Linked DNA regions of Sus scrofa: region 1 is linked to region 2. Evidence: chromatin contacts called from public Hi-C data. All regions are on one chromosome and are shown on one strand. Each heading gives the region's core, a stretch centred on a gene start, on an enhancer-like site or on the middle of the called end of the contact. The rest is flanking DNA. Distances are from core to core; before and after follow the strand shown. Region 1 overlaps TJP1 (tight junction protein ZO-1). Region 2 overlaps TJP1 (tight junction protein ZO-1).

What was found. A called contact is a pair of places that touch in the nucleus more often than the background predicts.
Region 1: a Hi-C map of omental adipose tissue shows a contact between it and region 2, with 1.6 times the contacts expected there. The contact joins two enhancer-like sites. A contact is called at or near these places in 3 of 47 Hi-C or Micro-C datasets (embryonic fibroblasts, fibroblasts and omental adipose tissue).

The regions. Positions count from the first base shown.
Region 1 is chr1:145,159,335-145,162,309 of Sscrofa11.1, forward strand. The region is part of intron 2 of TJP1 (tight junction protein ZO-1); the gene reads right to left. Among named protein-coding and RNA genes, the nearest start is that of TJP1, 35 kb to the right of the region's middle. Within about 2 kb of position 1,312, at least 15 of the 83 cell types and tissues checked have an H3K27ac peak or open chromatin away from gene starts, as enhancers often do. A contact at or near this core is called in omental adipose tissue, where this site is marked.
Region 2 is chr1:144,999,629-145,002,564 of Sscrofa11.1, forward strand. It overlaps TJP1 (tight junction protein ZO-1), which reads right to left. Exons shown (of 28, transcript XM_021098856.1): 6 at 271-547. Among named protein-coding and RNA genes, the nearest start is that of SEH1L, 75 kb to the right of the region's middle. Within about 2 kb of position 1,638, at least 4 of the 83 cell types and tissues checked have an H3K27ac peak or open chromatin away from gene starts, as enhancers often do. A contact at or near this core is called in omental adipose tissue, where this site is marked.

The DNA.
Region 1 (2,975 bases), core at 62-2,561, 160 kb after region 2:
TCCAAGTCCCTTCCCCAGAAATGTGCAATTGAGACCATGAGATTCGACCTGGCTGCTCCCCTGAATGGGAAAGCTCTGGCCCCAGGCCCAGTTTGCACAAATGCTGGGGCCTTCAGTTTTCTGAGGAATGCTGGTAGTCTCCCTGACTGTGGTCTGGCCTGACACTCACTGCACTTGACCTCCCTGTTCTCAGTGGTAACTGTAATAGCAAGGGCACCCCCTGGGAGCACCGCCAGCTGGCATCCACCTGGGCCAGCAGCTCCCTGCAGCATCCTCTTATTTCACTTGCTCCAACCACAGAAGACAGTCCAAGAGCCACACCAACAACTATTGCTCAGGCCAGACTATGATTTCTAACCACTCGTCTAAAGGAGGGGACAGCATCTAGCCACAAGTGCTAAGGGGCTCATGCACTTCAGCCAGGGTTGGACCCTCCACCCCTTGACATCCTGAGCTGCACATCCATCTCCCTTCAGCTTCCTCTTATCCTGGGAAAGAGCAGCATAGCAGACATGGCAAGAAAACCCATGAGCTGTGAAGGGGAATCTTCAGGCCGCTCTGAGCTGAGTGCCATCTGTGACAGCACCTGTGCCTTGGAGAACAGAGCAGGCACCCAGCAGATCCCTGAGACCAGGCTCTGTCTTCTCCTGCCCAGTCACTAAAGCCACTCACTCAGTGCTCATGGCCAAGTTACCTTGGTGCAATATGGAGCAGGACATGTACCTCAATGAAGGCCTCCATCAAGTGTCACTGTCCATCCCTTTTTGTGCTATGTCCTTTTCTTTTTTTTTTCTTTTTTTTGTCTTTTTGCCATTTCTAGGGCCACTCCCGAGGCATATGGAGGTTCCCAGGCTAGGGGCTGAATCGGAGCTGTAGCCACCGACCTACGCCAGAGCCACAGCAATGCGGGATCTGAGCCGTGTCTGCAACCTACACCACAGCTCACGGCAACGCCAGATCCTTAACCCACTGAGCAAGGGCAGGGACCGAACCCGCAACCTCATGGTTCCTAGTCGGATTCGTTAACCACTGCGCCATGACGGGAACTCCCTACTTCCTTTGCTATTAAGAAAACATTTAAAAACAAAGAGATGCTGACCTGCTGCTGTGAACCTAGTCATTACAACCTGTAGTACAGCATTCAGCAAGAGCCCAGGAAGTAATTCCTATAGACACACACACACACACACACACACACACACACACACACACTCTCACTCGCCCACGCGCTCACTCGCTCTCTCCTTATCTGCATTGCACTTGGAAGTACCCATCACACTGAGTCAACAGGCTTCTGGAATTCATGAGCAGGTCAGCAGTTTCTGACACATTCTCCTTCAACTCTCTGACTGACAGAGCTTCCTCTTTTTACAGCTTTATTGAGGTCTACTTCACATACCATAAAATTCACCCACTGAAAGGGTAAAGTTCAGTGGTTTTTATTATTTACAGGCAGACCTTCACCAGGAGAGAGTGGAAGATAAAAAATAAATTAACATCCTCTGTTCTCAGCCACATCATCTTCCCCTCCTCCACTCTGTTTTCCTGGGCACTCCACTTAACCCAAGAACATCTTCAGCCCCTTGGTATCTGGCAAGCCTGGGAGGGAGCCAGGAGCAATGGCAGTGGGCTTGGCTCATGAGGGAAAAAGTGCCATGTTCAGAATACATGATCTTACTGAAAACCAAAGAAACAAGGATAAAAAGGGGGTGAAAGAAATAAAACCTTTTTTTTTGTACTTTTAAAGTACAGAGAGCAAGTTGAGAGTATAGTCAAAAGCTGAGTTTTTTAAAAATAGCCTTTTGTGTGATCTTTATCCTTACCCCACACAGTAAGATCTCACAAATAACCATTAAATAGTAAAGAATTATTTGAGATAAGGAATGAATTATTTTGATGGACAATGAAAGACCCAAAGATATGTAAAAATCCCAGAAAAAACCTCTATAAACACAAATCATAGAAAAAACATAACAGAAATATACCTAAATAGCTCATAAATCACAATAAGTATAAATAAATGAAATGTATGCTTTAAGTGGATAAAAATTTAGATTGTGTAAAAAGAAAAATAAACCCCACAAGATACATAGAGACACATCCAGATAGAGAGAGGTTAAGAATAAAAAGAGGAAACAAATACATCTATGGGAGGAATAGAAATTCTGGGAATGGAGGTCTAGGTGATTCAGACTAAGCCTCCCTCTGAACATAACTGGAAAACCATAAAGGACATTTTCTTGAAGGAATCACAGAACCAACAAGGTAGCAAAGAAGTGCCAAACCAAATCCTGGGAGAATGGAGGTCTGGCAATGTGAACCAAGCATCTCCCTGGGGTGCCCTCTGATTCTGGAGTGTGACTCCACCAGGACAGAAATTGGAGTCCAAGTCCCACCAAAGTCAGAGAGACTGCGAAACTTCCTTATTTGGGGCTGGGATTCTGAAGGAATGCTCGCTCCAAGTAAAGAAACCAGCAGGTCTTCACAAGTACTACAGCTCAGTTCTGAACCATCTAAGTCCTGGAAACTGGACTAAGGTGTTCCCAGAGTGCAAGAGATGCCAAGTGCCTGGCAAAAACAAACACAGACCCATTTTGGAAAAAGATTAGACATCAATGTATATTTAATTCTTTTCTATTTTTTTTTTTGATACTCAGTAAAAAATAACCAGAAATACAAAAGATGAGCCTCTATGGGAAAAAAGCCCTACAAGAAATAGAATATCCATAATTTCTCTGGATATTGGAGAGTGAGACACATATTATAAGATAACTCTGCTTACTGTGTTCAACGAGGTAAAAGAGAGAATGGGAAATTACAAAGAAGAAACAATGAACATTTGAAAGGAGGCTCAATCTCATTAGTGATATCAGAAATGTACCTGAAACCATGACTTGCCACTACTGTATCCCAACCATGATGGCTAAAATTTTAAAACCTGACAATATCAAGTGTTGCTGAAAGTAGTGGAACAA
Region 2 (2,936 bases), core at 388-2,887:
GACATTTCTTGTACTAGCCTCTTCTAATCACAAGTAATTGAACTACTGGACAATTTATTTGAAGCACTATTTGCTACCAAAAAAACGATTCAAGAAGAGAAAAGAGATGATCCCTGAAGTCTCACATGAGAGGATTTGACTTAAAGCAACAGGACACAAGAAAGAAGATAAAAAAAGACAACAAAGCAAAGAGAGAGATACCAAAATTACTTCTCATTAAAATTAGTCTTAAAATTTTCAGGTGAAAATGACAAACTAGTTAGAAAATACCTTCATTTTTCCGGGATTTCACCAGTGTGACTTTGGTGGGTTTGGTGGGTTGACTGGAGGCCACAGACCGCCTATCGGATCTTGGAGACAGACTCTTATCCCTACTGGCACTTCTCTCCCTGGCCCAGCTCTTCTCACTCCTCCTATGGTTAGGACCCCCACGGCCACTTCTTGGGTCGTGTGCTTCTTCCTCATAACTATCCTCTTCATTCTCAGACACCGGGTCAGGATCAGGACGACTTACTGGTATCTGAACTTTCTTCTTCCTGCGAATGGTCTAAAAATAAGAAAGATCACAATACGAGCTGAAAATTTTCATATATGTACCTTCAGTTCCTAAAATAAAGGGAAATCATGTTTTATTGTTCCATATTAATTATGAATAAGAAATATAATACAAAATTATGGAGTTCCCATTGTGGCACGGTGGTTAACAAATCCCGACTAGGAACGATGAGGTTGTGGGTTTGATCCCTGGCCTTGCTCAGTGGGTTAAGGCTCCTGCATTGCCGTTAGCTGTGGTGTAGGTTGCAGATGCAGCTCGGATCTGGCATTGCTGCGCCTCTGGTGTAGGCTGGCAGCTACAGCTCTGATTAGACGCCTGGCCTGGGAACCTCCATATTGCACGGGTGTGGCCCTAAAAAGACAAAAAGACCAAAAAAAGGAAATATAATACAAAATTGTAACAAATTACTAAGGAATAAATTTCCATAATAGTTGTCTTTCCTGCTCTCCTGATAAACAGATCTGGTTAAAAAGCAAATTTGGAATAGAGGACCTAATAAAGTTCTTAATTAATTCAGGTGATCTTCAAGGTGTAATTACTATAAGCTAAAAGGAAAACTAATAATTATTGGTGGTTTGAATAAAGGAGGGAGTGATGTACTCTAATACATCATCAAATATGCTGCAGTTGTTACCAAACCACAGCAAACTTGCAGGCCCAACTTGACTTCTTAAAAATTTCAAAATCCATCAGTATCAAGGCCCACAACTGTCCTTCTGGAACTCTAAGAGCTAAGTTTATTGTACCTCTGCACTAATACTTAGTGTGCTGGAGCCAACAACTCCATGACATTTTACTAATATAAACTGCTTTCAGTTTCTTTCTCTCTTCAATGTATAATTTCTGGTCTAGGTAAAAATTCCTTCTTCTGGCTTTCTTTCCTCAATTGACTCTGGTACTGGTTCAATTTCCCCTGTACACTACTTCCTTCAGTTTCTCTACATTCAAGAGAATATATGCATTGCCTTCTGACTGAGTGGCCTCTTAACCCCTGGACTGCACTTTGCCTTCTCACACCAGTATACACTTAATCTCGTCAAAGATCTACAAGGTCTTCCTTATCTCTGACTTCTGATATCTTAATCTACTGAAACTTTTCCACATCCATCTTACTTCTGGCTTCCCCATGCCCTCCTATTCCCCTGGTCCATCAAGCCCCTCCTGGTTTCAAGTGCTTTCCTCCCAAGTTCAGTGAAATGCCATGCTGCAATATTTTAATAATCTTCTCAAGCCGAAGGACACCACAGCCCTGTAGCCTGCCCTGCCAGGGTCCAGTCCACCCGAGTAGGCTGACACCAACCCTGGACCTCCAGGGCCCTGTAGCCAGAGATCACAAGACTAGCCTGCTTATCCTTGGCACTAGCCCTGGGACACACAGGACCCTGTCCCTGCCCACCAGTAGGCCAATACCAGCTCTGAAACACCTTGGACCCATCAGGCAGATACCCTGGGATCCAGCCCCACTCAATAAAATGGCGAACCTGGAAGAAATGAACAAATGCCTAGAAATGTACAGTTTCCCAAGACTAACCAGAAAGAAACAGAAAATACAGACAGACCAATTACCAATAATGAAACTAAATTAGTAATTTAAAAACTCCAAACAGGGAGTTCCCATTGTGGCTCAGTGGGTTATGAACCCAACCAGTATCCAAGAGGATGTGGGTTTGATCCCTGGCCTTGCTCAGTGGCTTAAGGATCCTGCAGTGCTGTCAGCTGTGGTGTAGGTTGCAGATATAGCTTACATCCTGCCTTGCTATGGCTGTAGAGTAGGCTGGCAGCTGCAGCTCCGATTTGACCCCTAGCTGGGAACTTTCATATGCTACGGGCGTGGCCCTAAAAGGCAAATAAATAAGGAACTCCCAACAAACAAAAGTCCAGGACCAGATGGGTTCACAGGTAAATCCTACCAAACACTTAGGGAAGAGTTAACATGTATCCCTCTCAACCTCTTCCAAAACACTGCTTCTGAATGCATTTTATGAGGCCAGTATCATCCTGACAGCAAAACCAGACAAAGATATCACACACAAAAAAAATTACAGGCCAATATCATGATAAACACAGATAAAAATTCCTCAACAAAATACCAGCAAACCAAATTCAACAATATATTAATGGATCATACACCATGACCAAGTGGAATTTATCCCAGGGATGTAGGGATGGTTCAATATCCAAGGAAAGGAATTCAAATTGGAAAGGAAGAAGCACAATGTTTGCTGTTTGAGGATGACATGATACTGCATGAGAAAATCCTAAAAATGCCACCAATAAAATACTGGACCTCATCAATAAGTTCAGCAAAGTCTCAGGTACAAAATTAAAACAGATACTGCTGCAGTTCTATACACTAAAAATGAACTATCAGAAAAAGAAA